Linked DNA regions of Hordeum vulgare: region 2 is linked to region 1. The links are chromatin contacts, called in public Hi-C maps. All regions are on one chromosome and are shown on one strand. The core of a region is the stretch at or near the end of the contact, and the rest is flanking DNA. Distances in the headings are between cores, read along the strand shown.

Region 1 (5,295 bases), core at 418-2,917:
ACAGTTGGTAGTTAGGCATGAAAACAGCAAGTACAAAACTCTTTGCAAAATACACCATCTTCACAAACATAATTGCCTACCTGACAAGAAGCATTTAAAAATTGTAGAAAGAGGCGTGTTAACTTACCCAAAGCAAAAGTAGAACCATACTCTGAACTCAAGTAGTCAATTAGAGAAGACATGGCCGTTCCAAAACCCCGCCCGCCAAGCAAAACTGTATCTGGTTCCTGCCCAGAAGCAGCACCTCTCTCCCATGAAGATGTAGGCCGCAGTGTATCCAGGGCAGCGGCAATTCTGTCCTTGCATGTATCAACCTGCTCATAGATTAACTTACAGTTAAATGGTATCCTGAGATTGACTAAACCAACCTGTAACACTTCCTGTAGTTCTGTAACATACAGGGGCCAAAAAGGAAAGTAGGGGCATGGCATCTTCAAGGGCGACAGCCAGTCCATCTTCTTCTGAGTCTGGAGGGATGAAAACATTTTTCACAACAGGCATTGGACCTTGTACATCATACAACCCAATCTTGTGGCTGAATGTGATAAGCCCAAACAGGGAGCCTGGAATCAGAGCTGTTGCACAGAGAAAACCCAATTGAGAATAAGGGGAAACTTGACTCGTTAACGACACAGTGTTGTTTGAGCAACAAAAAAATCAGCAAATTACACATGTTAACCTTCTAGCGCTGCCAGAAGTGCACTCTTGATGAGTTCCAGGAACTCTTCAGAACCTGAAGACATTGAAACAGGGCAACAATCAGTTCTTATGAGGATCATATAAAGCATAGCACAACCTCGAGAGACTATTTGAGAATCCAACTGAAATTTGACACGGAGTATCAAGTCTCGTAAATGCAATTTTTGTCATATAAACCAACAAGAATTTGAGCTATACCCACTCACTCTAAGTATTATCGTTTTATAGGCTTCTCTTATAGGTGGCTTACATGGGTAACACCATAAGAAATGTAACAGGCAGGTAAAATTAACTTCCAGCAATACAGAATTTCATGATCGCGACGCGTTAAGCAGCACAATTTAACTTACAAGCAAGATCCACAGCCGCCACATAGACAGGCCGCGCCGTCACACCTTCACCTGCACCATCTGCCTCATCCACTGCACAAACACAACACAGTTAGTACCATTCAAGCCATGAGAATCGAACTAAAAAAAATCACAAGGCTCCAGCAGGCACTGTCGCTCGCGCACAAAAACACAGAGCGGGGCAGGCGCGACTACCTGGGATCTCGAAGTCGATGAAGGAGGCGCTGAGCTCGGGGCAAGCTTCTGGGCGCTGGAAGCGGCGGACGGCGTCGTCGTCGAAGCCGTTGAGGGTGCTGCAGAGCGCGCAGGCCCAGCCCCAGCGCTCCACGTCGCAGAAGGTGTTGAAGTAGGCCCAGCAGCGCTCGCAGCGCGGGAGGCGGTCGCCGCGGTCGGCGATGGCGGGCGGCTGGCCGAGCTCGTCGGCGGCGGCGAAGGGCGTCACGGAGATGCCCCACTGGATGCCGCACTCGTCCAGCGCCGCCTGCGTCACGGGGAAGCGGGAGACCGTCGCGCGCACCGCCATGGCGACGGGTCACGGGCTCCGGTGTCGGGATCGGCGGGGTGGGGACGGACGGAGGGGGCGAGGGGCGCGACTCGCGATCTGACACACTGGCCCCTGGGGGTCGGGTCTGACGCCGCACGCGGTAATTGACGCATTTTCGCGTTCCGCAATGGCTGTGTTTATCTAAGCCGCACATTGATGATCTTACGGCTGTGCTAGGTTTAAAATACGTCACCAGGCCTAGTTTCGGGCGGACGTCGTTTACAAAAGCGGAAATCAATGCTACGCTATGAGAAGTACTCCATTTTTGTTCTCCAAAATCGTTTTTAACACAATCCAGACAGGCGATCATATATACGTACATACGCATCCCTATAAACACGTGCATATTTATAAGCATCTTTGAGAAATTGTGTGGGCATATCATCTTAACATATCATCTTGAGATTAACAAAGTTGACACATATGCCTTCGTAGTTGATGTGAACGTCTTCTTCCATTGAATGCATTGTCGTATGAATGATCCTGACAATAAAAAAGGGATAGAATAAAGGAGAAGGATTTATTAAGATGCAAACGGATGACACGAGTGTTTTTACGAGCTCGGGCCTCTTACGGTGAAGCCTTGTGTCTCGTACGTGCTTCAAAGCAGATTTCTTTGTTCTATGTATGAACACCGAGATACAAGGAGCATGTGAGAGCGTATGAAAGAGAAAGATAAAGAGAGGTGAATGAATTAAGCCCTATTTGGAACCACTCACATTATATAATCTGATTTTTATAATCTATTATGTCTTCAAACATGACAGATTATATTGCAGTTTATAAAAACTAGATGGCCAGATTATTAAAAACTCATAATCTAACCAACCCCAGCTAAAATCAGATTATGGATTACTAATGATCCATTACCCTTGGAAACTTTGAGATAATTACCTACTGCCCCCGCCACCGTCCTTCAAACATGACTACCTAGATTATTACCTTTGCAGCTAAAAAACAGAGGGCAGATATGTCATTGTACAATATAAAACCTGGATCACAATATAATTTGGCCTCCAAACATGTTCACCTAGATTATTTTTATAAACCAGATTATATAGTCTATCTTCATAATCCAGATTATTATAATCTATTGTGGTTCCAAACAGGGCCTTAGTGCCTCGGCCCGGAGCTAAGAGGTGAGGGATGGCTTATAAAAAGTGTGACACCCCCTCATCTTCTACTATGTTATAAGTGGGGATATTAATTGTGCCCACTACAAATCATCAATATCATCCACTATGAGGTATAGTGGGTTTTACAAAGTAAATAACGAATGCACCATGATGCTTCGGATGCCTTCCATCCTGAGGTCGTGTTTCTTTAAAAAGTCCTAGGATTTTTTTAGTCTCAACTAAAAAGTTCCTAGTCCCTACATGTTTCTTTCCAGGGATTAAACAGGGACTAGAGGTCATTAAATGACATGCAAAAAAGACCATGTTACCCCTAGTAATGTACTAAAAGTTATTAAATGACATGTTAAAAGTAAGGGCACTGTTGAAAAAGGTGTCAAAAAAGTCTCAAAAAGTCCCTCTCATAGCGACTTCTTCCTTTAGTCCCAAATACCCCCTTTTAGTCCCTAAAAGTCCCTCCTGTTTCTTTCACATGGGACTAAAAGGGACTTTTTTTAGTCCCTAAAGCAAAAAGTCCCTGTAAAGAAACACCCGCTGAGTATATCATTTGGTCGAATAATTCCCGTTTGAGTACCTTATCATTCGGGTAGTGGCGATTCAAATGTTGTCGGAGTAACTTCCTGGGTGGTTGAGATTGATTTGAGCCCATCTGTCATGCGGCTCCTATGCTCTATAATACTTTGTCCCTTCATGGGCCTACCTATTATGGGTATCCACATCATGCACATCGCCGAAGGCTTGAAATAAATTCATGAAAATGCGAGGACTAGTATCAAGTCTAGGACTTAAACTCTCGTAGGCTAGGGATTTCACTGTCCTTCTAACCATCCAACTCTAGGTTGATTCGCAATAAAAAACATTGGACAAATCTAGGTTTCTCCATTTGTCTCCTCTCTTCCTTTCTAAATTCGCGGTTGCTCAAATAAAAAAGAGCATGGTTGCTAAGGCGACCGACGAAACTAGTTTCAGAAGAAGAAGGTGAGGCAAAGACGAGGGCAAGATGCCCTAGTGCGGTGCCCTCACAAGGACTAGCTAGGACCACACAAGGGACAAAAACGACATAGTTGGCGCCAGCCTCGCCAGCGCAGATGTGGCATAGGGGTGGCGGGTTAAGGTAGAGCATTACTTGTTTTGATCAATGCTCAAATTCGACGCTAGGGATAAAGATGATGATGCCATGCCTTATCATGGCGGCGCCAACAAGAACTTGTCAGGATCTTATAGTAGACAGAGATAACACAGCTCGTTGTGACATTGATGAAGGAGGAGAGGCAAGAGGTACACCTGAGAGGGGGTGATGTGATGTGAGGAGTAAGAAGAAGCATTGAAATGTGATAAGGAAGCTCAGGTTGTAGGCCTTGGATTTCAATCCAATGAATAACGTTGATTTGACTGGAACTAAGAAAACATCACCCCATTTTTAATTGTGAGACTAGATGATGAGTCAACTACTTTCCCAAACCCTACCAATTGATAGAAACCTAAAAGAACAATATTGGATTAAAAATAGTAGATTTGCACACAATAAAAATGATAATTTCACATTTTAAAACGTGCAACAAAGAGTCACCTAATTTTTTAAATTAAATTTATACATACTAATAAAGAAAGGAGCGTTTTTCCTCACACATCACGCCTTTTATAGAAGATCTCGTGTTGTTTCTTGAAATCAATTCGCATTATAGGTTTAAGTAAGTCAAGGAAAACATTTTATTTTTTTGCAAGGAAACCCCCGATATTTGGTTTAATCGACCTAAATTCCTTGGTTCAGAAATATCCATATTTTTTAAAATCTAATTTTAATTTTAAAATATTATATATAGAATTTGATTAGAAAAATATGTAGAACCTGAATATAACGTTATTGTAGATGTTAAACATGTTGGGTATCGTAGTAATTTCCTACGCCATACAAGGATCTATCTATGGAGAAACCAGCAACGAGAGAGATTGTAGAGCATCTTCATACCTTTGAAGATCGCTAAGCGGAAGCGTTACTATAAACGCGGTTGATGGAGTCATACTCACTGCGATACAGATCGCGGTAGATTCCGAAGTATGTGCCGAACTACGGCACCTCCGCGTTCAACACACGTACAGCCCGGTGATGTCTCCCACGTCGTGATCCAGCAAGGAGAAGGGAGAGGTTGAGGGAGAGCTCCGGCAACACGACAGCGTGGTGGCGATGGAGCTACGAGGTTCTCCGGCAGAGCTTCGCCAAGCTATGCGGAGGATGAGGAGAGAGAGGGGTAGGGATGCGCCGAGAGAGAGAGAGAGAGAGTTTTCGTGTCTCAAATCAGCCCCAATACCCCCGCTATTTATAGGAGGGAGGGAGGAGGGTGGGCCACCTCTAGGGTTTCCACCCTAGGGGTGGAGGCATCCCATCTGGGGCCAAGGGGGCGGCGGCCAGGGTCGAGAGGGGAGGGCGACACCCTAGGTGGGCCTTGGGCCCCCTCCCACGCCTAGGGTTTGCCCCCTCCACCTCCTTGCTGCCCCTTGGGCTGGGTGGGAGGCGCACCAGCCCACCAAGGGGCTGGTTCCCTCCCACACTTGGCCCGTGTAGCCTCCC
Region 2 (5,554 bases), core at 2,498-4,997, 220 kb before region 1:
GGGAAAAGCGGAACAAGCCTCCGCACTCATAGCCTTTACCTATAAATTGTCAAAATCTCGACACGATTACTTTATTTGACTCTAAAACTACCTTGAACCCATCTCGACATAAAAGGGAGCCGCTAACTAGATTCTTGTTCATAGTAGGGACATGTTGCACGTTCCTTAGTTGCACGATCTTTCCGGAAGTAAACTTCAGATCCACCGTGCCAATGCCACGAACAGAAGCATGCGACCCATTCCCCATTAGGACGGAAGAATCCCTGGCGACCTGATAAGAAGTAAACAAAGAGACGTCAGCACACACATGAACGTTAGCTCCTGAATCAATCCACCATGAAGATGATTGAAATAGTGAAAGCACAATAGGTAAATTACCATACCCATCAGTATTGCTAGCGGTCACCATGTTGACTATCTTGGAGATGGTTTTCCCTCTGCGGTCTGCGCGTTCTGGGCATTCCTTGGAAAAGTGTCCGAGCTTCCCGCAGACGTAGCACTCTAGCTCAGCCTTGTTGAACTTCTTCTTCTTGAAGGTAGTAATCTTTATAGGCTTGTTAAAAACATGCTTGTTCTTTCCTTTGTTCTTGTTATGTGGGAACCTTTGTACCATGTTGGCAGTAGGTTGAACCTCACCTCCTTTCTCAGTAGTGTCTTTAGCCCGAGCTTTCTCTTCAACATCGAGAGATGCAATCAGAATTTCAACTGATATCTCATGTCTCTTATGTTTCAGAGAAGTGGTGAAGTTCCTCCATGAAGAAGGCAACTTTGCAATAATGCACCCAGCCATAAATTTATCGGGTAGATCACACTTAAGTAGTTCCAGTTCCTTCGCAATACACTGTATCTCATGAGCTTGTTCAACCACAGAACGGTTATTTACCATCTTGTAGTCGTGAAAATTCTCCATGATGTACAATTCACTGCCTGCATCTGTAGCACCGAATTTAGCCTTCAGTGCATCCCACAGTGTCTTTCCATCTTGTATGTGCATGTACACATCACACAGACGGTCAGCAAGAACACTCAAAATGCATCCCACAAACATAGTGTTGGCTTCCTGGAACTTCCTCTGATCTTCATCAGAAGCTTCCTCTGGCATGCCAGTACTAACATGGAAAACTTTCAGAGCAGTAAGCCAGAGCGTGGATCTCACTTCCCACCTCTTAAAGTGCACACCGGTAAACATATCCGGCCTCAGTGCATCAGAAAATTCAGCCATAGTTAACTCAGGAAATTGCCTACAATTATGTTTTTGGATTGTTGAGTAATTAGATACAACTTTCATGATTAATTACAGAATATAAAGCACGACGATACCAACTACTAACATGTGAAACTCTAACATACTAGATGCAGCAGACAAAATGAATAGTAGCAAGACCGTATAGCAAAATATGTATGCATCTAAGATGTTCATCAGGCTAACAAGAACACGACGCACGTACCGAACGTTTGTAGAGGAAGCAGATGTGTTCGGTGCAGGTACGTTGTTGACGATGACGTTGGCGATGACGGGACGAAGTAGACGATGCTTGAGGCGGCGGTACGCAACACCGCCCGACTTGCTTGGTAGACGACCCGTTGTGGAAGCAGCGAGCAGTCGCGCAGAGCGCTTCCCAAAAACCTAATTCGCCCTCTCCCGTACAGGATCGCAAAGGCGACTGGTTCCTACCTGCTCTCCCGTTCGTCGTTGGACGTCGGCGCAAGTTGTGAGACGAGGCAAAACCCTAGATGTTTTTCGGTGTGTCTTTGGCCGACCCCGATAAGATGTAATAGCCGCGCCCCCGCAAGGCATCGGACCGGAGACCGGAATTTGGCGGACCATTCACGCGCATGTCGCACGTACGTCCCGCGAGGGGCGCGAGCGCGCGCGTGTGGTTCTTTCTTTTCTCTTCTCAACACACACTTAGAGTATTGAGGAGAACTCACTATATAAAGAGGTCCAACACTTCCTCCACTAACGGTATGGGACTAAACTTTAACACCACCACACCTCCACTTGCCATCTTATTTATGGACTCAATTTAAGATTTCAGAATTTTATAAATGGCCAAGCCCATTTAATTCTAACAAAAACGGTGCTGCGTTCTGTCAGCAAGCAAAGTTCAACGGATAGTCAATATGAGGATGGACCTACGCCTAGTAACCTAGCTAGTTGTGTACAGTAGCCCGTTACGTTTGATCCTACTCGCTGCCACGCAACGTAATACTCCTAAATAAGAGATGTCACCATCGATGCACTGGAAAGGAATCTTTGCACGCACCAAGAGAACACAGGTGGTTGACTTGAAAATTTTCCTTTGATGAAAAGGAACTGCGTTTAAGTTCCACAGGGAAAATAATACTACTGTACAACTGAATGACATCGTCGTGGCATACGTTGTGACGACGATTTTTTGTAAGAATAAAAGAATTTAGTAGCTCATGTGAAGAATGTAAACAAAAAAGTAGCTCGCCTAAAGCATCAGTGTGTATTTTCCCAATTGATTCTTTACTGAATTATAAACTTTTTAAGAGCTTCCTCTCTTCTTCTTCTTTGTGTGGAAGAGCTTCATCACTTATATTCGATCCAGTGCAAAAGCTCTGCCCAGTCGGTCATGTCGTCGGCGGTGAGCTGCTCGTCAGCGCCTCCCACCACCTCTTGCTGCTGCTGCTGCTGCACCACGGAGCGGTAGGCGTCGCCGTTGGATGGCGCGTGATCGTTCGCTGCATGCCTTTTCCTCTTCTGACCCCTTCCCATTTCAAAGACCTCATTCGCCGACGCAGCCGCGGCGGACGACGACGCCGGGTCCTCGGCGCCGCTGCCTGCGACGGCGGTGCAAGGCCGGCGATCGAACTGCCTCAAGCTGCCTGACCTCGTGTACAGCCGGCACAAGCTGAACTCGCTCCGCACCTACAAACAAACACACAAAAATGCATAGACGTTAAAAAATGCTGTAACTACTAACTGATTTGCATATTTCTTCACATCTCATGTGATAGTTGACTGCGTATATGCATAGTCAATCAGCCATAGGCTTTCGCAATCAGCATTGGCTCTTCACTGCATATGAAAGAACATCCAGCATATGGCGAATCGGCGAAAAGAATGGCAACTACTACTAGTGATTATCATATACTGGTACTGAGTATCATCTAACAAAAACGCGTTTATATTTTTAATTACCTCCAAAGTAGTGTTTGGTGCCGGAGCAGCGGCATCGGCATGGGTGCCGTCATCGTCGAAGGCCCTGTACTCATTCATCTTCCACTTGGTCTTGGCCCCGGCGGGCGCCCGGCCACGGTAGAACACCATGGTCTTCTTGGTCCCGACGGGGTGGCCGCCGGCGGAGTAGACCAGCCCCGGTGTGCCCGCTGCCTTCCAGTAGCCTGACGGCGTCGTGCGGCTCGGCCGCCCGCCCCGCGCCTCCCGCTCCTGCCGCGCGCAGAAGTAGAACCACGGCTCCCCGTGGCCGGCGCACGCGCCCCGGTGCACCTCTGCACGCACGCACACACACAACTCAGTTAGCAATGGGACCTCTCCCTTGGCAATTCGCCGGCAATGGCAATGCGTTATTCCACATGTATATGTATGTCCTGGTTCGTGCCTGGGAGCTGCCACGGGTCGAGGGAACAGACGTCGGCGACGGGGATGACGCGCTCGATGTCGTCGCGGCGGCTGCCGTCGAGCATGTGCCGGAGGTAGAAGCGCACCAGCTCCTCCTCCGTGGGGTAGAAGCGGTACCCGGGAGGCAGCTCGGCCATAGCGCACGCACGTCGAGTCGACTTGATCTCCCTTGGAGCTCGCGGCTGACGACCTCGGTCGTGGAGCTCGAATGGAGTGGTGGGAACGCCTGTATGGTCTACGTCCGTGGCGCGTGTGGTTATATAGGGAGGCGTTGTGTGTGTCGTGGTGATCGGCGCGGTGCTTGATCCCGGAGAAATGTCTACTATCGTGGTGGAAAAACGTAGGAAGAGAGAGTGGAGGGCTTGCTGTGTGTGTTGTGGGGAGGAAGGACTCGGTCAGTCTCATACGTGTTCAAAACTCACTTTTCTTAGTTATGGCTCTTAGTTAATGATGAATGTTGATTCGGTTTTGGACTTAACTAACCAGGCCGCCTGCATCGGTCGCCATCTTCTTCCATATGACGTGACTACGCGTGGGCGTGGCATGGCATGGCAACAGTGACCTGACGGGTATGCATGCTTTTACCGTGGGGTGATTGGTTCAGGTGGAACGTAGGCCTGCAGCTAGCAGTAACCAAACTCAACATGGTCCAGTAGTTCTTAAGTTGAGAAGGAAGAAACTCACCATGATGTAGGGCAGCCTCGGGGGCATGCAGACCGAGATTGTTTTAAGCAGAGCAAATTTTAAGGAGGTACAAGAGCATCTAGCCGGACATCTCAGACCGGCTCTAAATGGTTTGGACGGATCGACCGGTAAAACAAAATAACCCGCTCGGCCGTCTTAAACCGTCTTCAAACGTCAGGACTGTCCTCCTATCCCTCTTTCAACGGCTCGTGGGCCAAACGCACTCCGACAACTCTGACGTCATGGGCAGCTCCAGCTTCATCTTCGATGCAAACGACACACTGTCACATGCTGATATGTACATGGAAGAGGGGCACAACATTGTCGACGACCACAAGGGGAAGGAGTTGGCAACGAAATGATGAATTCCTCTTCCCTTACCCATTTTATCTAAGTTTTATTGATGTTCTAAGAACTTTGTCGTATGAACTATGATCATTTTGTCCGGCGAGGAGCTATGATCCAGTTTAACTACATAGTGTTGCATGGATTGCATGAATTTGGGCTTTCTGATGTGAGCCACGCGGTTGTGCAAGCAAAATATGTGGCGTGCTCGATCATTGTCTGTGGATACATCCGTACGCGTATGCGGACGTTTGAGCGGACAGATTTGCCCTCCATGATTGTAGATGCTCTAAGACGAGTTAAGAGAATAATCTAAAGCAAATTTTAATATGGTCCCTCTTATCTCCTCTTTCCAACTATGTATGTGGGTGCAAAAACAAATATGGCATACATGTGTATTTTTTGTGAGATACATGTGTATATACATTTTGAAGTGTGTTTTTCTTATTATTGTGAAATCATTGTTTTAAGAATAAAAATCATCTGGTATATATATAATCACGTGAACGCCGCCTAATGATAGTTCATATGTGCACTTGTTTCTAATCTCAAAAATATAGTTTCTGTAAATGATTGTGGTTACTCTATAAAAAATCAATATATGTATTAAAAAATCACGTATTATATATTCATGTCATTTTGTGTAATTTTTACAATTGCTAAATGATTTGGGTGAATAATATGATATGGCAGAATGTACATGTTGAAGAATGATTTTTTAATATTACAACATCCCATGATGTTAGAAACAAAATCATGCGGTATATAATCACTTCAAAGACACTTAAATATGTACCATAAAAAAGGACACTTAAATATTAATCAGTAAGATGGAGCCGAAATAATAGTAATCCGTCGATGAGCTCAGGCAATGATTAGAATACCCCATTAATAACACGCATGCATCTGCCGCCT

The links. A called contact is a pair of places that touch in the nucleus more often than the background predicts.
Region 2: a Hi-C map of leaf shows a contact between it and region 1, with 2.8 times the contacts expected there. The contact joins the promoter of LOC123415408 here to the promoter of LOC123446256 in region 1. A contact is called at or near these places in 3 of 6 Hi-C or Micro-C datasets (leaf and seedling).

The regions. Positions count from the first base shown.
Region 1 is chr1H:469,508,090-469,513,384 of MorexV3_pseudomolecules_assembly, reverse strand. LOC123446256 (protein transport protein sec24) reads right to left here and starts at 1,667. Exons shown (of 14, transcript XM_045122932.1): 1 at 1,245-1,667; 2 at 1,050-1,121; 3 at 680-733; 4 at 400-575; 5 at 128-314. The coding sequence starts at 1,572.
Region 2 is chr1H:469,734,902-469,740,455 of MorexV3_pseudomolecules_assembly, reverse strand. It overlaps LOC123415408 (NAC domain-containing protein 90-like), which reads right to left and starts at 3,747. Exons shown (of 3, transcript XM_045106733.1): 1 at 3,591-3,747; 2 at 3,170-3,480; 3 at 2,287-2,896. The coding sequence starts at 3,747. The coding sequence ends at 2,558.